2 separate regions of the Gossypium hirsutum genome follow, and region 2 is linked to region 1. The links are chromatin contacts, called in public Hi-C maps. All regions are on one chromosome and are shown on one strand. The core of a region is the stretch at or near the end of the contact, and the rest is flanking DNA. Distances in the headings are between cores, read along the strand shown. Region 1 has its middle 6.3 kb from the start of LOC107923935. Region 2 holds the start of LOC107921881 (2-oxoglutarate-dependent dioxygenase 21, chloroplastic).

Region 1 (3,439 bases), core at 549-3,048:
GGCATTAAAGTCACCAATCGCCATCCAAGGAGACCCATCCACTGGAATAGTTTTTTGTAAAGCCTCCCATAAAATTCTCCGTTTATTCTGATTCGGGCTAGCATACACAAAAGTAACCAAAAGAGGTTGTCTAAATGAGGTACCGGTAATTCTGACTAACACAAATTGCAAATGGTTTTTTAGAACCTTTACTCCAACAGATTCTTTCCAACCAATCCAAATACCACCTGAAAAGCCCACTGCCTCTACTAGTTGTGAGTAATGAAAACCAAGCTTCGCAATAATCAAATCAGCTTTTCCCCTACTGACCCTTGTTTCAATAAGGCTGATCAAATTGGGTTTATGTTCCTGATTGTATTCATGAAAAACCCGAATAAACTTCAAACTAGTACAACCCTGACAATTCCAAGAAAAAATAGTAAAATTCATAGATAATAAATTAAAAGTAAGAGGACTAACCTTTCAAAGGCCAATGGAAGCTTTATATCCCTCATCGTTGGTACTGACCGTATCAGTAAGGGTCTCCACTTACTCACCAATAAGTTTTGCCATGGAATTCATAGCATCATGGAGTGAGGCACGCGAATTTCCAGCAATTTTAAAACGTCCCCTCGTCCACGAATTGTCTTATTTAGCGCTCTACCACTACGCCCTCTTCCTTTTTTATTATCAAGTCCATGTCCTTTTGAAAGAACAGCCAAGATATTAGAGTCACTTGGTCTATTATTCGACTCTGTAACTATGGAATTGTGATCTGAATTTCCTTTAAAAATTACAGCCGAATGTCTTTTGGGATCCAACACGTTAAAATTTAAAACCACCTCTGACTCAATAGGTCCTTCGAATGTATGATTAATATGCAGAGAGGAGTTTTTGTTTTGTGAAATCAGTGTGAGGCCCGACTGCACAATATGGTCTAAGTGTCCTGAATCATTTAAAATCAACTTGCCAGTCGAAATTGGTTGTGACCCGTCCGAATTGAAGCCCATATTATTTTCTAAAATTAAATCCCCATGCGTCCGGCCTTGTCCAGCTTTTCCTTGTTCAACTTCCAAATAGACTAGCCTACTAGCCTTATCTTTCAGCCCAATAAAACTGCTCTGGCCCACTGTTCCTTACCCTTTTTTTCTTTAGTCCGCTGCCCATAATTACCCCCAGGCCTGCTCTCTTTTAATTTCTTGATAAAATCTCATTGTTTAAAAGCAACCTCCTTCAACCCCGAAATTTCAGCCCCCGAATTTCCAACCCCTGATTTCGTAAACTATAGTAATGAGGCGTTACTATCAATATCATGATGACATGTAAAAATCTCATATTTTAATATAATTTTTGAATTTTGATACCGAATAGATATAAATTTTTAAGTTTAAATATTTCTGTATATATTAAACTAGATTAAGCCCGCTCTCTGTTAATGAAATTTGCTAATTTGCTTGGACCTAACAACCCACCGACCGAACCATCAAATGATTACTGGTTAATAAGCCCAACTAAAACTCTTAGTACTAAAAAAGTCGTTAGCCTGGCCCTAAATTTGGGGACAAATTTTTTTTTTGATGAAATCGACTGGTTTTATTTCTTTATTAAAAAAAAAACAATAACAGTAATCAGAAACTCCTACATCTTGGACTTGGATCCAAAATAAACAGGTCCAATAAAACAGAAATCAGGCAAAAACAAAAAGGCCCATAAATAGAGAAAGAAATAAAAAACCTACTCATACTAATACCAGTCGACAGCAACAACTGCCCTTTTAAAGTCACGTCTTGTCATCTGAACCGTCACAACCATTGGAAATAGTAGATAAGCTCAAATCTCATCAAATCTTTAATCTTCAGCTACAAGTTTTCAGAAGAGCCATTTCTTTTACTCTAATCTGGTTCTCTTTGCTTTTTCCTCTCCACTGCTCTTCGAACACTCTCTGGGATGCTGCCCTCCAGGTAATGACTTTCATTTCTCTCTAATACTTATCCAGCAAAAGTATAAGCAAAGAGATTTTCTGATTTTGGAATGAAATGAAAATCCATATTTTGAAAATGTATTTTTAAATTTTGGATATCTCTGATGACTGCTCCGACGATCGATCTATCATAATATGTACTCTGGCATTTTTTAATAACTGTTCTAGAGTCACCCAAGATAATGCATGTAGTTAGGCCCATGGAAATACTTAACCTTATTACCTCTAAACCTGCAAGAGCCTCCGCCGCAAACGGTGATGCAACGTCGACATGGAGTACCGATTTGTAAGCCAATATTTCCCCATCCATCGCTTGGACTATCAACCCCGTAGCTGATCTGAAAGACTGCTGGTCAAAAGCTGCATCAAAATAAATAACTGGGCACGTTCTCTGATCAACCTGTTAAAGAACTCTATCAGAATCTAAGCTAAGTTTTTTCTCTACTCCTTACAACTCTGAAACGTAGCTAACTATTTGATTGGAAATTTCAGTGCTTGTTGTGTTTCTATTTTCATAAAGGAGTTTATTTCGACTTGTCCAGATAATCCATAACCCACGGCAGAAAAGACGACACTGTTCACTTGTCCCCTTGTTGAAAACCCAGGTAAGCCACTCCCATATGCCTTCACTGTTGCTATTAAGCACCCAAGAACACTGTAAATTTCTCCATACTTCCTTTGTTGTAGGGCACTACCAGAAAATATGGAAACTGTCTTCTTCAGTAAGACGACACCTGGGACAATGAGTTTCAACGACTACTCGTTTAGTTTTAAGATTCGCAAAAGTAGGAATATAGTTCCAGGCAACTTTCCAAACTGTAATTTTGATCTTTGAAGGAATATGTAGATTCCATAATTTCCTGTAAAATTTTTTATTCTCGGCCTGTAAATTATAACTACTAGGATCCAGTGTAGTCTGTTATAATAGTTTGTAGGCGCTCCTAATAGAGAAAATTCCAGATGGTTCCCCCCATAATTGGAAATCGTCGTGCTCTGTCCTTGCCAAAGGGATCTGCTTGATTTTTTTTAACAATATCTGCATTGAGTAAGCTGGAATAGATTGAAGGACTGCCTTAATAAAAACCTCCTTTTCTCCCTGCGAAAGATGTTTTATACTCCAATTATCTATTTGTTGCTGTAACCTATCCTTCAGGCTTTCCTCTTTCCTCTTTCCTCTTTCTACCCACCAAATTAGGTAAACCTAGATATTGTTCTGGATCGTTCGAGCTGATTTGGGGACAAATTTAAAACAGAGGTTAAGTTCTAATTTTGGAGTTTCTAGTATACTATAATTTGAAAAGAAAAACAATTATCTTTAATTAACATAATTTTTTTGGATAAATTTCAATAACGAGGCAAAACCCTTAATCAAGTCATTATATAAGATTTAATTAAAATAATTTTATTTTCTTATTCTTATTTTTAGTAGGTAATCCCAAATATTAATGCTTTAGTAACTAACAATTTTTACAATTTAGA
Region 2 (3,439 bases), core at 355-2,854, 170 kb after region 1:
CCACAAGCTCTGGTGCTGGTCCTATTTTCTTGTTTATAGGTAGACTGTGAAGACTTGCTATGGACAACCGCTTGTTCTCCGCGCTTAGAGTCACTTGATGAACAACACTCTTGTACTGTCCATTGCTCATCACTTCTATTTGATCTCCCAATTGGACTAGTAAGGCGCCTTCAACAAATGGAACAGAGAGCCATTTCTTCTTGTTGTCCTGTAGCTGTAGCCCTGGGCCACTCTGAAGCAGGACAGTTAGCGTTCCGTAATCTGAGTGTGGTGGCATACCTAATGTGAGGTCTGGTTCAGGACAAGCTGGATAGCAATTAATGGCCATTAGTTGATTGCCTTCTTCAATTTCCTTCTGTAAGTTGCCAAAGTTCAATCCTAAAGTTTCTAAGATGGCTTCCATCAGTTGCTTGTGTAGCACTTGTACTGCCTTTGCGTAGTTTCCCATTTTATCCCTTAGGGAAAAAATAGTTTAAAGTCAATGCATCACAATAGTTTGAGAATGATTGGAAATGCATAAAAAACGGAAACCATGTGTTGCTTCAACAGAAAAGAAAAAAGACAAAAGGAGAAGCTATAATTTGTCTTTTCTATTTCCTCTTTTGTTGTTTCTTCCTTCTGGAAGATTTGGAAGGCATGCATTATAGTTCTTAGACCTAGAAGCTGCCAATTTTAGCCACATTTAAGACTTATGCTTATGAAGTACCAATCAGAATTGCTCCTCTTGTGTTGTTTCCAATTTTGCCCTTAAGATGGAAGGTAATTGCTTCTAACAAATAATTTAAGAGATCCAAGATAATGATGGCTTGCTTACTTGTAACTTGGAGGATTTGAAGGCCATAGATGGATCCAATCAGAAATAGGGTGGGAGTAATGCTTGATGAAGTCTCTCCAATAGTGAACTTTATCGCTTGCATGATTCAAACTAGTACCATACCTTACGGGGTTATGCACATTATCTGATAATAGAGACATTTTCTCCTCGAGAGACAAGTTGAAAAACTCTGTTGCAGCAGCAAGGGCGTCATGGATGACGGGGAGAGGGATGCAATGGTTAACCACCTAAAAAAAAATGTGCGTGCTTTTATGTGGACAATATTATATTAGCATGCATGAATTATGATGTCTTGCTATTATATGTAATATAAATTGTATTGAAGCTTTTTCAGTAAGCAAGCATCCCCCATATATATGTTGTGCTTTGTTGTCTGGGGTGTCAAGTAGAACATATATGGTATAACTGTAAATTTTCAATTTAAACTCATACACCCACATACATATTGTGTGATTCAGTTGGAATGCTAAACCGATAAACACACAAAATAACATTCATAACATCTATCTAATATATGCTGAAAAAAATACAGTTACACTAATGTAGACTTGGGGCTACAGTAAACTAAACTTGCTAACCCTGAATGATACCTGAAAGAACCCAAGTTCCTTACAGGCGCCTTGTATAGTATCAAGTGTTAGAGACCTTTGAGAAGCATGGTGTAAGGTGGAAAGGTCTATAATGGGAAGGGTTGTGGTGAGGTCAAGTGTAAGGTTCGGACGTTGCGATGGAGGAAGAACATAGCGTTGAGGCACATGAGGTACCCTCATCTTGGTAAGTGTCATTACACTAGTAAATAGGTTATCCGAGCATTCTCCCTCTCCTTCCATACTTTGAAATATCTTTGCTAGTAAATAGCGAATGATCAGTTTTAGCAGCCTGTTCTTCCTATTTATATGCTAGACGTAACTATCAGGTTATGTACAGTTGCAATGAATATTGATATGGAGCTGTGATCTTAAACATTATATGTTGCGTGTTCATAAATGCGCAGGAAAGAAGAATATAGCAAGAGAAGCCACAGAAGAACTTTAAGCATGAGGGCGTGAAAAGGACAAAGGTGAACGCGGGACCCACGCGAAAACGCTATGATGTTAAACCTGAATGGGTACCGAAAACAAAGTCGCTGTACATTTGGGGGCTGTGACACCCACACACGCAATTATGGAGCTTGAAGAAGTTTTTAGTATATCACCATATTTATAAACGTCAGACATGAGGCATTTGTTCATGTGGAAACTAGTGGAAGAATTAAAATATTTATATATTTTTTAACTTATTCTGGTATGATATACTGATGTAGTTAACATTGAATTTGTATCAATTCTATGCTGCTGCGTCTACCTTGTTTGAATATGAAGATGATGATGAAATTACATCACTAACCCTCTGTTTCTTCTCTACGAATTCAACTGGAAAAAATTGGCCTAGGAGTGAAGAGCCGCAAGCAAGTCGGTGGTCTCAGGTCATTTTTGTTTGTTGAATACAACATAACCCACACTCCGACGGACTTTACTCCATGTTTCTACTAAAAAACAGTATATTTTTACTACATGAATTTGTTTACTACAATTGGTGCGCAAATCTCAGGATCAGTTTGGACTTTAGCCAATGTCAAAGCCGACAAGACTTAAGTCTTTAACTGCCCACAGGTTTTGGCTTAAAAGGAGGGCTTTTTATTGGGCAGTACTTGTGCATGCAGACCAGGTGATGTATTTCGTTCAAATTTCATGCCTCTGATTTGGGGAAAGCCAGTGGAGAACTCACATCTGTTCGCTATGCAAATTGAGGAGTGTGTTGATGGAAGAGATGGTGGCTGAAAAGACAGAATACCAGGTCAGGTTAATTGTATAGTTGTTGAGTCAGCAGTCAGCAGGAGCTTACCATAAATTGGATGGAAAAACAGAGTAAAGAACAGGTAGACTAGTCTAGAACCATAATTCTCAGTTGCTGCTGGGTTAAGGCTTATCCTTATTGTCCAATTTCTCTTTCTTTCTCTACGGGCTTCAATTTTGAGTGAGGCCATGAATGAACCCACTCTTGCCCATACCCATGATTCACCACAGATCGTCCTGTGAACTGGGTGGCTCGGATCAATCATGCCCATACCCAAGACTTGTAATTTTGGCAATACCCATCCATTTTCCCTTCGATAGGAGTTCGTTACTCTACTGTTTGGTCGAGAATCTGTGGGAAACAATGGCGGCCGAGGACGGCGGAGAACTTTACCTCCGTTACTACGTGGGGCACAAAGGAAAATTCGGCCACGAGTTTTTGAGTTGGAATTCAAGCCAGAAGGTAAGCTCTGTTATGCTAATAATTCCAACTAAAAAACGACACTATGATCCGCAAGGAGCTTTTCCTCACCCCAGTGGTTCTCAAGGAATGCCGCCGCATCACCGAGAGTGAGGTTTGTTAGAATTGTAAATAATATCTAATATAAAATTAGAATTTAATTATTAGAGTATCTATACATATTTGACACATTTTATTTAATAACTAAAACCTAATAAAACTTTAACTAAATTAGATAACTTTTAATTTGGACTAATTTATCATGATAGTAAATAATAATATGTAATTATTCTTATTATATATGTGATG

What was found. Hi-C and Micro-C count contacts between places; a contact is called where the count stands out from the background.
Region 2: a Hi-C map of leaf shows a contact between it and region 1, with 2.2 times the contacts expected there. The contact joins the promoter of LOC107921881 here to the enhancer-like site in region 1. A contact is called at or near these places in 17 of 34 Hi-C or Micro-C datasets (anther, callus, fibers and 4 more).

Annotation. Positions count from the first base shown.
Region 1 is chrA12:77,526,048-77,529,486 of Gossypium_hirsutum_v2.1, forward strand. It overlaps the pseudogene LOC107919622. Among protein-coding and RNA genes, the nearest start is that of LOC107923935, 6.3 kb to the left of the region's middle. Within about 2 kb of position 1,799, at least 7 of the 9 cell types and tissues checked have an H3K27ac peak or open chromatin away from gene starts, as enhancers often do. A contact at or near this core is called in hypocotyl and leaf, where this site is marked.
Region 2 is chrA12:77,694,352-77,697,790 of Gossypium_hirsutum_v2.1, forward strand. It overlaps LOC107921881 (2-oxoglutarate-dependent dioxygenase 21, chloroplastic), which reads right to left and starts at 1,605. Exons shown (of 3, transcript XM_041084165.1): 1 at 1,426-1,605; 2 at 815-1,062; 3 at 1-455. The coding sequence starts at 1,605.